Linked DNA regions of Sus scrofa: all the other regions are linked to region 3. The links are chromatin contacts, called in public Hi-C and promoter capture Hi-C maps. All regions are on one chromosome and are shown on one strand. The core of a region is the stretch at or near the end of the contact, and the rest is flanking DNA. Distances in the headings are between cores, read along the strand shown. Region 1 holds the start of PPP1R12B (protein phosphatase 1 regulatory subunit 12B). Region 2 holds the start of PHLDA3 (pleckstrin homology-like domain family A member 3). Region 3 holds the start of IPO9 (importin-9).

What was found. Promoter capture Hi-C pulls out the DNA fragments that hold promoters and counts their contacts. Hi-C and Micro-C count contacts between places; a contact is called where the count stands out from the background.
Region 1: a promoter capture Hi-C map of liver shows a contact between it and region 3, with 4 times the contacts expected there. The contact joins the promoter of PPP1R12B here to the promoter of IPO9 in region 3. A contact is called at or near these places in 1 of 5 promoter capture datasets (liver) and 1 of 47 Hi-C or Micro-C datasets (liver).
Region 2: a contact with region 3 is called in a Hi-C map of skeletal muscle, with 5 times the contacts expected there. The contact joins the promoter of PHLDA3 here to the promoter of IPO9 in region 3. A contact is called at or near these places in 1 of 47 Hi-C or Micro-C datasets (skeletal muscle) and 1 of 2 datasets of contacts at active chromatin or transcription factors (alveolar macrophages).

The regions. Positions count from the first base shown.
Region 1 is chr10:24,461,455-24,466,116 of Sscrofa11.1, forward strand. PPP1R12B (protein phosphatase 1 regulatory subunit 12B) reads left to right here and starts at 2,549. Exons shown (of 25, transcript XM_021064548.1): 1 at 2,549-3,988. The coding sequence starts at 3,698.
Region 2 is chr10:23,824,741-23,829,219 of Sscrofa11.1, forward strand. It overlaps PHLDA3 (pleckstrin homology-like domain family A member 3), which reads right to left and starts at 2,688. Exons shown (of 2, transcript XM_003357675.5): 1 at 2,074-2,688; 2 at 1-803. The coding sequence starts at 2,505. The coding sequence ends at 2,134.
Region 3 is chr10:24,107,781-24,112,174 of Sscrofa11.1, forward strand. IPO9 (importin-9) reads left to right here and starts at 2,346. Exons shown (of 24, transcript XM_021064520.1): 1 at 2,346-2,575. The coding sequence starts at 2,413.

The DNA.
Region 1 (4,662 bases), core at 1,299-3,798, 350 kb after region 3:
AAAATATTATTTTCTTTAGAATATTTAGGAAATCCAAACTATCATGTTTGTTTACTGATAGTAAACAATCATATAAGTTTATTGTATAAGTTTATACTCAGCCCTGGTTGGGGGAAGATGTTTCAGAAAAAGAACTTAGATGATTTTAATTGCAAAAAACTTTCAAGTCATCATGCCCAGATTGATTATGTTTTATTTCTTGTGGCCTTTTGTGGGGGGCTGAGCTAGTTAAATTATTTAGATTATAATAATTATCACTGCTTTCTGTAATCACATAGCTGGAAGATACATGCCTTTTAATTATCCATGGAATTTAGCTACTTACATTTTTCTTTAAAATCTCCAGAGAGTGTAACACATTCTTACTACCTCAGGAAAAACACAAGTAAAATAGATACAGTAAAATAGATAGTTCCAGTGCTCACTGGAACTTCCCAGTATTGAGACTGAATTTTTCCTATTGAAATTCAAGTTCATACCTCTTGGGATAGTAAAGATTTAACTTAGACTTGGCTAATTTTAGCTTACTTACACAAGGGAAGGCAGATATTTATTCTTTCCTGATACTGAATGTGAAAAGAATACAGCTGAGAGAAATGTAACATTATTGGTGTTCCCCTTGTGGCTCATCAGTAAGGAACCTGACTAGTATCCTTGAGGACATGGGTTTGATCCCTGGCTTCACTCAGTGGATCGAGGACCTGGTTTTGCCTGAGCTGGGGTGGAGGTCGCAGATGAGGCTTGGATCCTTCGTTGCTGTGGCTGTGGGGTAGGCCGGCAGCTACAGCTCTGCTTTGACCCATAGCCTGGGAACTTCCATATGCCACAGGTGCAGCCCTAAAAAGACCAAAAAAAAAGTAACATTATTAATTCATGAAATTTTTACCCAAGCTAAAAAATGCTTATTAGAAAATCAGTAAGTAAAACATGTGGTCCAATTCTACATACTTTCTTTCTTTCTTTTTTTTTTTTTTTTGAGAAACTGTCATGTACCAGCATCATAATATTAAGATGGTGCATGTGGATTGCTGTCAGAGATGTGCTTCCTGAGGTTTCTGCAATTTGCATGATGCTGAAACCTTGCCCTTCTCTTGCTTTTTGATTTTCTAGACTGGCAGAGTTTAAGCTAATAATGGTTTCCTGAAGAGGGTTAGGTTCCTATCTAGTTTAATATCAATATTTCTTTTATCCTATAGGGACAGTTCTATTTGAGAGCTTGTGGGCAATTTTAATTATCAGCAAGAGGCTGAGTTGAAATAAGAGTTTCCACGTTGACAAGCTACAAAGTCAATCTCATACAGAATTTTATTTTTTTGTAATTTTATTATCAAGAACCAGTGTTTTGGGTTTGTTTTTTGTTTTTGTTTTGTTTTTTGCCTTTTTAGGGCCACACCCGCAGCATATGGAAGTTCCCAGGCTAGGGGTCAAAGCAGAGCTGTAGCTGCCAGCCTATGCCACAGCCACAGCATTGCAGGATCCGAGCCACGTCTGTGACCTACAACACAGCTCATGGTAATACTGGATCCTTAAACCACTGAGTGGATGGAACCTTTGTCCTCATGGATGTTAATCGGGTTTGATACCACTGAGCCATGATGGGAACACCTCTCATACAGATTTCCAGTAGATGATGAAGTATAACAAGTTCTGTGGTAACTAAATTAATGCAAGGAACACATGGCTATATAAAGTATACAGTATTACATCTTTTATTTTTATATACATTGTTATTCACAGTTCACCAAGATGCTAATAACTTAATTAGCATTTATGAAGAATTTAAGGATACCTAATTAAGCATATTTATTTATTTTTGTCTTTTTGCCATTTCTTGGGCTGCTCCCGTGGCATATGGAGTTTCCCAAGCTAGGGGTCTAATCGGAGCTGTAGCTGCTAGCCTATGCCAGAGCCATAGCAACTCAGGATCCCAGCCACATCTGCGACCTACACCACAGCTCACGGCAACGCCGGATCGTTAACCCACTGAGCAAGGGCAGGGATCGAACCTGCAACCTCATGGTTCCTAGTCAGATTCGTTAACCACTGAACCACGACGGAAACTCCAAATTAAGCATATTTAGATAGAGTATTACTAAGCATATTTTATATCTAAGTGTCCCTTTTCATTTGCTTCTCAGCTCATCTCAGGAAAAAGTGAAGCACAGACAAATGTTCACATGATAGAATATAATAAAGTTTCCCTTCACAATGACCTAATCTTTTTTTTTTTTTGTCTTTTTGCCTTTTCTAGGGCCACACAACAGCACATGGAGGTTCCCAGACTAGGAGGGGTCTAATCCGAACTGTAGCCGCGGGCCTGCACCAGAGCCACAGCAACGCAGGATCCTCAACCCACTGAGTGATGCCAGGGATTGAACCCACATCTTCATGGATACTGGTCGGGTTTGTTTCTGCTGAGTCAAAATGTGAACTCCTTGCAACATTTTTTTTAGTGAAAAACTGAAAGTTTAAAGAACCTAATAATTGTATATGATCTCTTTCATTATGGAAAAAAAATTATTTATGTTTTGTCCAGGGCTAAAGCCTGGAGGGATATAGTTACTAAGTCAACTTTCTGTAAAGCTTTATGGAAGTATAGTTGATTTACAATGTTGTAATAATGCTAAGTCTATTTAACAGGTTTTATAACCAAGCTCTCTTTGAACATGAAAATGGCCTACTTGCTGCTTTAGGAGTTTTGTATGCTCTATAGTATTTTTTTTTTTAATTGAACTATAGTTGACTTGCAGTATTGTGTTTGCTCTGTATACGTTTTTTGTAGCTTTGGGTAAAAAAATCATGGAACACATGACATCCATTCTGTCTCCCAATAATTTAAGACACATGACATCCATTCTGTCTCCCAATAATTTAAGATCCACGAAAACTGGAGAAGAGGAGGAGAGAGAAAGAAGGGAAATTAGTATTTATTATGAGCTGATAGAAGCCAGGGATAGCACTAGGTATCCTTGCATATATCGTCTTATTCGAGCCACAGGACCATCCTGTGAGGTGACATTACCCCCTTTTTACAATCAAGGAAACAGGCTCAGAGAACTTCTGTATGGAGAACTGAATTTGAATGCTCTTTCCGCTGTACCTGCGTGCATCCTTCCCAGGGGCTTTTCAGGGCTACGTGTTCATGCCCTCTAAGTTAATAAAACTCTGGATTCAGAACCAGGACACAGTTTTGAAAGTTTTGGGTACTTCCCGTCCAGTTTTCTGCAACAGAAAGTAGGGATAACAACTGACCCCTTTTCCACTCCAAAAGATTGACGTGTTAATTAGGGAGCCAAAATTAGCTGGTAGTCGCAAAGAGAATGAACCACGACTCTTAACACGCCCACAGAGGCTGACTCCGGCCAGGGACAGCTCCCGCTTGGGGCGGAGGTGACCTCGCAGGTCTGCGGCCAAGTAGGGAGCTCCCGGACCGCGCCTCTCTCGCGGTCCGTCCAGGGACTTGTAGTTCCCGTCAGGCGCGGGCGCGCCCGGGCGTGGGGGACGCGCGGCTCTCCTACTACAAGTCCCGTGATGCTCCGGGGCGCCGCTGCAACTGCGTGCTGAGGCCGCGGGGCGTGCGGGCGGCGCGGGCGGCGCGGCGGCGGAGCAGTAAAGATGGCTGCGCGTGGGTCTCCGCCCTCCTCTCCCGGCTGAAGCGCTCGGAGGCGGCGGCGGGGCGGCTCGGAGCAGCGGCGTTATGGCAGAGCTGGAGCACTTGGGCGGGAAGCGGGCCGAGTCGGCGCGGGCGCGGCGGGCCGAGCAGCTGCGGCGCTGGCGGGGTTCGCTGACGGAGCAGGAGCCCACCGACCGGCCGGGCGCGGGGCGGCAGCCGCAGAGTCGGCGCGCGGGCCCGCGGGTCCGCTTCGAGGACGGCGCCGTGTTCCTGGCTGCCTGCTCCAGCGGAGACACCGACGAGGTGAGGCGGCTCCTGGCCCGGGGCGCCGACGTGGACACGGCCAATGTCGACGGCCTGACAGCCCTGCACCAGGTGAGCGCAGCGCGGGTGCTGCGAGCCCGCTTCTCGCCGCCGCCGCTCGGCGGCCGGCTGTTCCCGACCTCGCAGGACCGGCGCCCGCCGCAGTCGGGTGTTTGTATTTCCCTCCCGCTCCGCGGGTCGTCATGGTTACCGGTGCTTTGGCCGGGGGTCTGCTGCGCTCTCGAGTCCTGCTTTCTGTGCGAGTCGTTCTGCCGTCTCTGAGAGCGCATCCCGTGCTGGGGAGGGCGGAGGGCCGAAGGGTCTGAAACCACACCTGGTTTTCTGGTTTTCTGGTTTGCAGTGATTTACAGGTTCTGCGTTCGTCGCGCTGTAGCTCCCCGAGCACCCCATCCTCAAGGAAGGAAGCCTTACTTTATTCCTCTACGGAGCGCTGACCTGCAGGGTCACTTACATTTGTTTGACGTTTTTGGAATAGCTTTTTTTTCCGCTAAAGCTTCTGTAGGAATCACACGCCCTATATAGAACTGGAGTATGTGATTGTGGATAACCTGACAGTTCCGTGCTTGGTAATTAACACCTTAACTTAGTTCATCTTATGCAACTGTATTCTGTACATGCTGCCTGTCGTCACTAACTCCGTCCTCTCTCTCAAATGGAACTTCATCAGTTATTTTGGTGAGCTGACAGCTGGACACCCACTCTTAATCTTTCTTATTTTCCTTCTT
Region 2 (4,479 bases), core at 1,438-3,937, 280 kb before region 3:
CCTGTCCCCTGGGCTCCAGGGTCTCTCCCTCCCCAGCCTGGAAGTTTAGGGGTGGGATGCAGACTGGGAAAGTGGGGGTGAGGAAACAGATGTTCCAAACACCAGGTCTTTGTGGGCAAAGAATTTCATTCAGTGAACAGTGTGAGCGCTGCCTTTGCAGGCAGAGCGGCTGCGGGTTGGGATAGGCATGAAATGGTAATGAAATGGTAATGGCTGAACCCCCGACCACCCCCACCACCTCCAGGCCTAGCACTGCAGTGGGGAGAAGATGGGCAGGAGGGGGAAGAACTGTGCAAAGAGAGGCCTGAATGGGTGGGGGTCCCAGAAGGACCCAAGCAGCAGACGACCCCAAAGCGTGGGCCGCAGGCCCATCAGTGACCCCCGCCAAAGTGAATCCAGAGGGGAGTTGGGGTGGGGAGTTTCCTCTTCTGAGCGTCAGGCTGGCCTCCTGAGTCCTGAGGCGCTGGCTGAGCGCCCCCGGGGGTCTGCCTTCCTCCAGGCATGGCCCAAGCCCGGGGACCAAGAGTAGTCTGCAGGACAGATGGCAGGGCATGGCGGGAGGGGTCTGTGATGCCAGCTCCCGTCACCATCTCGGAGGCCAGGCAGGTGGCTGCAAGGTCTGAGCTGGTCCATCCCGAGAGTCTGCATCTACAAGGGCTGAATCTTCATCCTCAGCCCCACGTGGCCATCTGCCCTCCTCCCAGGCCCGGCAAGGCTTAGGTTCCCACGCCTCTTCCACGCGTCCATGGCTTCCACCCTGCCCGATGGGGCAGTCGGCCCGCAAAAGCTGGAGAGGCAGGGGGCTGGTGAGAAAGAACAGCAATTAGGGCAGCAGACATGAGACGGGGCGATGAGCAGCCATAGGAGCTGTTTTACACTAGAGCTGCCCTACCCGACAGCAACCACACAACACCCTGGACCAAGGGTCCCTGAGGCCTGGGGGATCCAGAGGATCAGTTCCCAGGATGTAGGTCTGCTCCCGCCGGGCCTCAGCCTCCTGCCACTGCTCCAAAGAGGAGGGACCAGGAGGGTCAATGGGTGGGCAGCACCAACCAGCAGGTGCCTAGGCTTGCAGGGGGTCCACCTGGTAAGGTGAGAGGCTGCAATACGAGGGCGGTGGGGGGAGGGGAGGGGGCAGAGGGGCAGGAGATATAGGTTTTCAGTGACAGCCAGATCCTTCCCCAACCCTGCTCCTGGTTCCCACAGGAGGGAGCAGCATCTGGGGAAGAGGGCACAGGGCCGGGAGCCAGGGCTTCTGGGTTCTATTCCTGGTTCCTCCCCTCCGGCTTTCTGACCACAAACCCGCCCCCACCCCCTGCCCTACTGCCCAAGGAGGATTAAGACATCACAAATACCTCACCGTGAGGCCATCCCCCCACCCCCTCCTCGGTCCAGAACTCAGGGGCGCTCAGGGGCAGGTGGACAGGGCCACCCCTCTAGGCATCAGTGGCCTGGCCCGCCCATCCACCACATCCCCTGGGTTTCCCAACAGCTCAGCCCTGGGACCCAAAGCTCACAGTCAAGAGTGGGCAGTGAAGCTCCCAGGCCCGGCCTAGCCAAGCCCCCACCAGGAACCCACTTTGGGAGCTAGGACTCCCCCTTCTGGTCCCAACCTGGTGGGACCCTACTAGTTGAGGGCAGCTGTCCTCCTGCATCAATTCCTCGCTCACCCTCCCAACCAGCGCCATGCCAGCAGAAGGGGCGGGGCCAGTCCATGCCCCCTCTGCCCGCCCCTGGCCCCAGAAAGCCACAGCCCAGGAGCCCTGCCCTGGTGGGTAGGGGCCAGCAGCCTGCGGAGTTGTCCTGGCCTCCTCCACCTGAGTCAGGGCAGAACCAACCTGGGGAAGGCCCCTCCTGCCCACCTTCCTCAGAAGCAGGGGTCACTTTCAGGTCCCCACGCCTGGTGCCAGGGGAAAGTCAGGCTCTCCGCCCCAGGCCCAGCCCTTCCGGGCTCGGTGGCCCTTAGGAGGGTCCAGCTGTGAGGTGGCACGCGGGTGGGAGGCCCCCATTTTCTCCGCTGAGGAAAGGAAACGGGAGGGAAGAGAGAAGGGGACCTCGGACCCCAAGGCTCACCTGACACCACCTCCGCGCTGCGTCAATGGGCCGCGTGGAGCGGAGACGTCCGTCCGCGGCTTAAGACACCAGGGTCCCGGCCCCCAGGCTCTGCCGCGCGCGCACCGTCTGGATAGCCTGCTGGTTCTTGAACTTGACCAGGCCCAGGGTGATCTGCGCGTTCCAGCCGGGGTCCTCGAGCGGGCAGCGGAAGTCGATCTCGCCGCCGCCCTCGGTCACCAGCGTGAAGTAGATGTGGCGCCCCGTGCTCTCCACGCACTCCACCGCCTTGATGCGGGCGAAACTCAGCTCCTTGGGACGGCCGCCCGCGCCCTTGGCCTCGAAGAGCTGCAGCCCGCGCTCGGTGAGCACGCAACGCTTGCGCTTCCACAACTGCAGCAGCCCGCCACTGCGCTTCTCCAGCACGCCCTCCCGGAGCACGGCCGCCGTCATGGGCGCGGGCGCGGGGCCGGGCCGGGCCGCCCCGCCGGTTCTCCGCACGAGCTCCCCGCCGCTGCTCCGCGCCGACCCCGCCCCGGGCCCAAGAGCCCCGGCCGCGCGCTCACCCGATCGCTGGCCCGCTCGCTCCGCCGGCCGTCTGCGCGCTGGGCGGCCGCTCCGGGGATGTGCCCTCACATGTCCCGGGCCCGCCTCCTGCGCGGCGCATTCCTGCCCGGAGGGGGGCGGGCCTGCCCTCCCTCCCCTCCCCTCCCTTCCCCTCCCCTCCTCTCCCTTGCGCAGCCTGGCCGGCCTGGGGGCGGGGCGCGGTCATCCTGCGGGCCCTGGACGCCGGGCAAGGGGCGCAGGGACCGAGAGAGCTGCTGACCCACGGCCGGAGCCCTGGGGCCTCGCATCTGCCGCTCCTGGGACCACAGCTCCTCCAGATCTTGGACTCCGGGGGTCGCTGCTTGGGAGGAGGGGTTGCTCCGCGGTGGCACTGGTTGGGACTCGCACGGGGAGGGGTGGGGGCGCGCGCCAGACAGCTGCTGGATGCTTCCCAAACCCCCGTCTCTGCCCCCTTTCCCATCTTGGCCAGCTCCTGCCTGGCATTGCGAAATCAGAAAAATGAGGAAGATCCTGGGGTTGGGATGGGGGAAGGGGCTGGGAATCAAGCCCAAACTGGGTTCCGCCCCCAGGGGCAGATTTCTCAGTGCAGGGGCCCAAAGAGGCTGCCCGCAGCTGTCTCTGCTCCACGCCCACCCTCTTACTCCTGCCCCCATCCCAGTGCCAGCCTGGGACTGAGGAGTCTTGAGGTCCCTCAGCCTCCCTGCGGTGGAGGAGGGGGAGGAGGGACACACCCCCCCACCACCACCCACACACACACACTGGTGACCTGGCTAAGTCATTGCTGCATCCTCTTCGTCACATGGAGGGGGCCCTGGCTCAGCCCGCATAGATGTTGAGGGGCCGGGCCCAGCCCACATAGACTCCGCACCGGTGGAGTCAGCCCCAGGCCTGTGCTATTCCCCTTTGCAGATTCAGTGCTGCTCCCCCGAGCCCAGCCCCCTGGATACTGAGCTGAAGAGGGAGGGGGGAGGTAGGAAGAAGCCCCCTCCCCCATTTCTGGCTGGAGAGTATGGTGTGAAGGCCTGAGCTCTTCAGGTTTCAAATCTCAACTCTTCCTCCTGGGGGGGCCATGTCCAGCCCACCTTGGGCAACTTTTTTTTTTTTTTTTTTGGTCTTTTGTCTTTTGTCCTTTTAGGGCCGCACCCACAGCATATGGAGGTTCCCAGGCTAGGGGTCCAATCGGAGCTACAGTTGCCGGCCTACACCACAGCCACGCCAGATCGGAGCCTTGTCTGCAACCCACAGCTCACAGCAACGCTGGATCCTTAACCCACAGAGTGAGGCCAGGGATTGAACTCGAGACCTCATGGTTCCTAGTTGGATTCATTTCCGCTGCCCCACAACAGGACCTCCGGCAACTTCTTTATCCTCCAGTTTCCTCCTCCATCAGATGGGAAGATGCATTGATTCTTACATCACCGATCTCTAGGGATTAAGTTAGATAACATCGGTGAAAGGCCTAGGACACCTGCCCCCACTTTTACCGACTGTGGAGGATGGAGACAAGGCACCGGCAGATGGCCGTCCCCGGTCCTCGCCTGCCCCCGGCTCAGTCAGCTCCTGAAGGACTACCCATTTCTTGGGGACCTATTCATAGACATGCTAATAATAGATGCTGATGGGAATAATGATTTGTAATAACGATAGTAATGAGACCTCTTTGTACCCACACCCTGTGTTTCCAGCCTCCTGCCTGGTTGACATAGAGCCTAACGGGCGCTGGGAGAGCCAGGGTGGAGGGAGCGGTGCCCTCCCCACAGCAGCCAAGTCAGGAGCTGGCGGTTTCCCACCCACCACTCTGTTGCAAGACACACACACACAGACACACATGCGGCCACCTCCCTAGCTCTCAGAACACCC
Region 3 (4,394 bases), core at 1,096-3,595:
AGAGCCAGAGGAAGGCGAGCAAACAGCTGCCCTAAAATACCCCTCGCCGCTGCCCCCGGCCTCCCACGGGATGTCCCTGCTGTGCCTCCTGGACGAAGACCAGGAGAGGGAGCTCGCCCCTCCCCGGTCTCTGGGCCACTGCGGTGCAGGCGCCTCCCACTTCCTCCTCCTTTTCTGTTTTGGTTTCTTTCAACAGAACCATCTTTTTCTTAAAGGAATTCCAACCCCTGCTGGATTCCTTTCCTTCTCCCTCCCACCCATCCTGCTTCTGGCAGTGCTGTCTGTGTGATGGTGGCTTTGTTTCCGAAGGCCCGCCGGTCCTCCGGTGGAAGGCAGGCAGGAATCTTTGCAATATATATATATTTTTTAATTTATTGGGCGCAAAGCCCCAAACCAGGATCTGTGTGTTGTGTCTGTGTGTTTCGGTTTTGTACCACGGGCCCTTCCCCTTGACACCCAGCGTGGAGAAAGCGAGCCGTTGTACACAGTTGCTGTAACCATCATCAAAGAACTGGGCCGCCCCCTCGGTGATTTGCCTGAACAAGAAATTGGCTGATCCTTAAATCCATGCCAGGGCCAGCGGAAGAAGCCTTTCTCCCGTCACTGCCAAAGGCCCCTCGTCGAGGCTCTCTGTCCACCAGGCATGTGTCTCCCCAGCCAGAGTCACCTGTTCAACGCCATTGCATTTCAATAAAGTTATCTCCTGTGTTGTCTGCTGGCACTCTCTCACTCCCTCTCTGGTGTCTGTCTCTACTGGTCTTTTGGCCTTTCCTTGCTCTGGAAGATCATTTGGCTAATCCAGAGGTGAGACCCACCTGCCTGTTGATGGCTGACCCTCCAACCCTAAGCAGGAGTCTCTGGGCCCCTTTGGTTGTGGGTATGTTTGTGTGTGTGGGGGGGAGGGTCTTGCCTGCACAGACCCAGCATCCTTCACCAGAATGCAAAACATCCAGCCCAGAAGTCCTTCCTTCATGGCCATGGTGTTAGAAAACATACCACCTTCTGGACCTGGGGGAAAAGTGAATCAACCTAGGAGAAAAGAGGCTGTTCATTCTAATGGAGTTCTGCTTCTCCTGGCCACTCAAAGAAGGAAAATGACAAATCCTACTCTTCCCCACTGTGAAACTTTGGGGTCCAGGAGGCAATCTTTCCCCTAGGAAACTGCTATGGGGACCCAACCCAGCTCTGCCCTCTATCAGGGAGGTGGCAAATAGTTCAGAGCTCTCCCTGAAATAAGCAATCAAGGAAAAGTTCCCTGGTGGCCTAGCAGGTTAAGGAGCCAGCACTGTCACTGCTGTGGCTCAGATTTTTGACCCCTGGCCCAGGAACTTTTGTATACTGCACGTACAGACAAACACGAGAGGAATCATTCTTTCAGAAGAATACTCAGATGAAGTGACCTGATCCCTGATTGTTGACAGCTTAGCATCCACGGTCTTAGAACTGGGCTAAGAGTGGCTACCTGGTCCTCTTTGCCACTTAGGAACAAGTCATGATCCCTAGAAACCATTTTAAGGCATTCAACCTGAACAGCTTATTATGAAACATCTGTCCTGTTTGGTCTGAACCTCCCACCCCAACAATGGTACCATCCTTCTACCACGGCAAGCATTGCATTCACTCTCCACCCTTTAAAGGTCCAGTGGTAACTCACCTGGAGAAAAAATTTACACTTTCTCAGCACATGGGACTTATTCTCCAATAGTCAGATAAGTACTTTCTCTGGAGGGGACAGCCTTACCGACGCAGGTCTCTCTCCTGGCCAGCGACTATCTGACCATGAGGTTAGGCTCACCTGGCTGGAAAAACCATGGACCCGGCCTCTGCAAGATGACCGCTCCCCTCTGCCCAGCCCACTTCAGATTCTTTCCCTGCCCTTTGGATTCCTGAAACTGCGATGAGTTCCCTGTGGTGGCTCAGTGGGTTAAGGACCCAACATGGTCTCTCTGAGGATGCATGTTCCATCCGGGCCTCGCTCAGTCGCTTAAGGATCTGAGATTAAGAGACTCATTAGTTGTGGGGGGAAAGAGGTCGGCTTCCAACCCCCTCCCTAAAGCCTTGTCCACTCATTCCCATCCCACCCTCTCCTAACGCAGCATCTCACCCCGAAAGGATCCGTGCAAGAGGAGGTACAGGTCTTGGCCTGAGCTGCGGCCAAGGCTGCCCACGCGCTGTCTGCGGCCGTCGGGGAGCCCGCACCTCGCGGGGGCTCACTCGACAGGCTTCCCGCTGAGGCGCTGCAGTTCTTGTCTCCACCGCAGGCGGCGCTGTCTCGGGAGGCTCATGCCGCTGCCCCGCCCCTCGCGCGCCCGCCCGGCCTGTGCGCAGGCGCGGCTTCGCGGATTGGCCGCGCGCGGGAGCCGTCCGGCGGCGGCGGGTCGGGCCGCGGGGCTGGCGCGCGGCGGGAGAAAGATGGCGGCGGCGGCGGCGGCTGGCGCGGCCTCGGGGCTGCCGGGGCCGGTGGCCCAAGGGCTGAAAGAGGCGCTGGTGGATACGCTCACCGGGATCCTGTCTCCGGTGCAGGAAGTGCGGGCGGCCGCCGAGGAGCAGATCAAAGTGCTGGAGGTGACAGAGGGTGAGTGAGGCGGGTCGTCGCGAGGGCGGCTGACCTGGGCCGCGCTGACCGCAGGCTGGGGAGGGAGGGTCCTGGGGAGGCTAGTCAGGGAGGCCGGTGGGGAAGGAGGGTTCTCCCGGGAGGGAAGGTCCCCCCGGGAGGGAGGCGCCTGGGCGGCGGCGTGGAGGGTCCTGGAGAGGCCGGCCGGGGAGGGAGGATCCGGGGCGGGAGGGTCCCGGAGGGAGGGCCCCACGGAGGGAGGGTCCAGGGAGGGAGGCTCCGGGAGGACCCTGGGCGGCGGCGCGGAGGGTCCGGGGCAGGCGCGCTGAGCGCGGGCCCGGGCTCGCTCTCGGCCGGGAGCGCGGGGCTGGGCGAGCGGGCGGCGGGGTTGAGGCCGCGGCCGTGGGCCGGAGACCTGGCGGGACCGCGCCTCCGCGCGCCTCCCCGGGAATCAGTCAGACGCCTGTGCGGCCGCCTCCCCTCCCGCGCGCTCCCCGGGGCTTTTCGGAGTGGTTGGCACTGCTCGGGGAAGCTGATCATCCTTTGTCTTTGAGTCTTTGTCCGCATCCTCCTAGTATAGGCTTGAGAATGATGGAGGAAAGAACGAGCCTCTGGCTTGAGGTCGCCTGTCAGTTCCTGCCCAGCGGGCCTTCCCCAGGCCCGGGGGAGCCTTGCTACACGGGCAGTTTGATCCTGAACCCAGAGGAGAGAAATCCTCTCGGGCTTTATGTCAGAAATGCGTCTGGTCCGTCGGGGCTCCGCTCCCCCAGCTCAGCAGGGAGGTTCCACCAGCACTCAAATTGCCGGTGGTCTGACCAGGCACTCTCAGAACCTCGCAGTGGCCCTCCTACTGGACTTAGGGTTTTTGTTGAAAAAGACTTAAAACAGCTTTCCTTTAAATGTAACGTCCTCCCACGACATGGAGCACCATTGAAAACTAAGTCACTTCTCTTGGAAATACTTAGAGATTTGGGATCCAACAGGTTAGGGACCCGGTTTTTGAAGGCCTAGTTGGAGCTGTCATTGTTCTGGAAAATGTCAGACACTGCAAGAGGAGCAACCTCGGGATAGAAGAAAGCTCTCTGGGAGCCATGCATAGGTTGATCTGTGGGAGTTATTATAGCCTCCTGGGTAAAATTCCTTTATTCACAATCTGTCTCCCTTGAGTATGAAGTGACAAAGCAGAGGAACCTCATCACATTCAAGTTATTGCTTGCATAAAGTTGAAGGTTTAGGGTATGACCTGCAAGGTTGAATCAAGTTTTTGGAGTTGAATGTGGTATTTGGGACCCTTTGGAGGTGGTTTGTGTTTCTAAATAGCCTAATTCCTTCTTTTTATTTAAAAACTGGGTGTTCCCATTGTGGTGCAGCGGAAATGAATCTAGCTAGTATCCATGAGGATGCAGGTTCGATCCCTGGCCTCTCCCAGTGGGTCAGGGATCACAGCATTGCCATGAGCTGTGGTGCAGGCCGGCAGCTGTAGCTCCGATTTGACCCCTAGCCTGGGAACCTCCATATGCTGTAGGTGTGGCCATAAAGCAAAAAAATAAAATAAAAAATAAATAAAAACTGTAGAAATTCATGCCTTTCGGTAACCTCTCTTTGAGATGGAGAATGGCGATCCATTCCTCAGATTCAGTACCTTGCTTTTCTCTGTTCCTCTTGTGGCCTTTAACAGATTGTCTTTGCCCATTAAGTCCTGGGTACCTCCTCTGTTGTAGTCCGTTTGAATCTCATGCATCTCCTTAGCGTGGTGGGCTTCTTTGCTAATCATTGCCCTCCTTTTGTGGAAATAAAGCAGCTGGCTTCCTGGCCAGGCTTAGCCAGTCGCCTGGCCCGA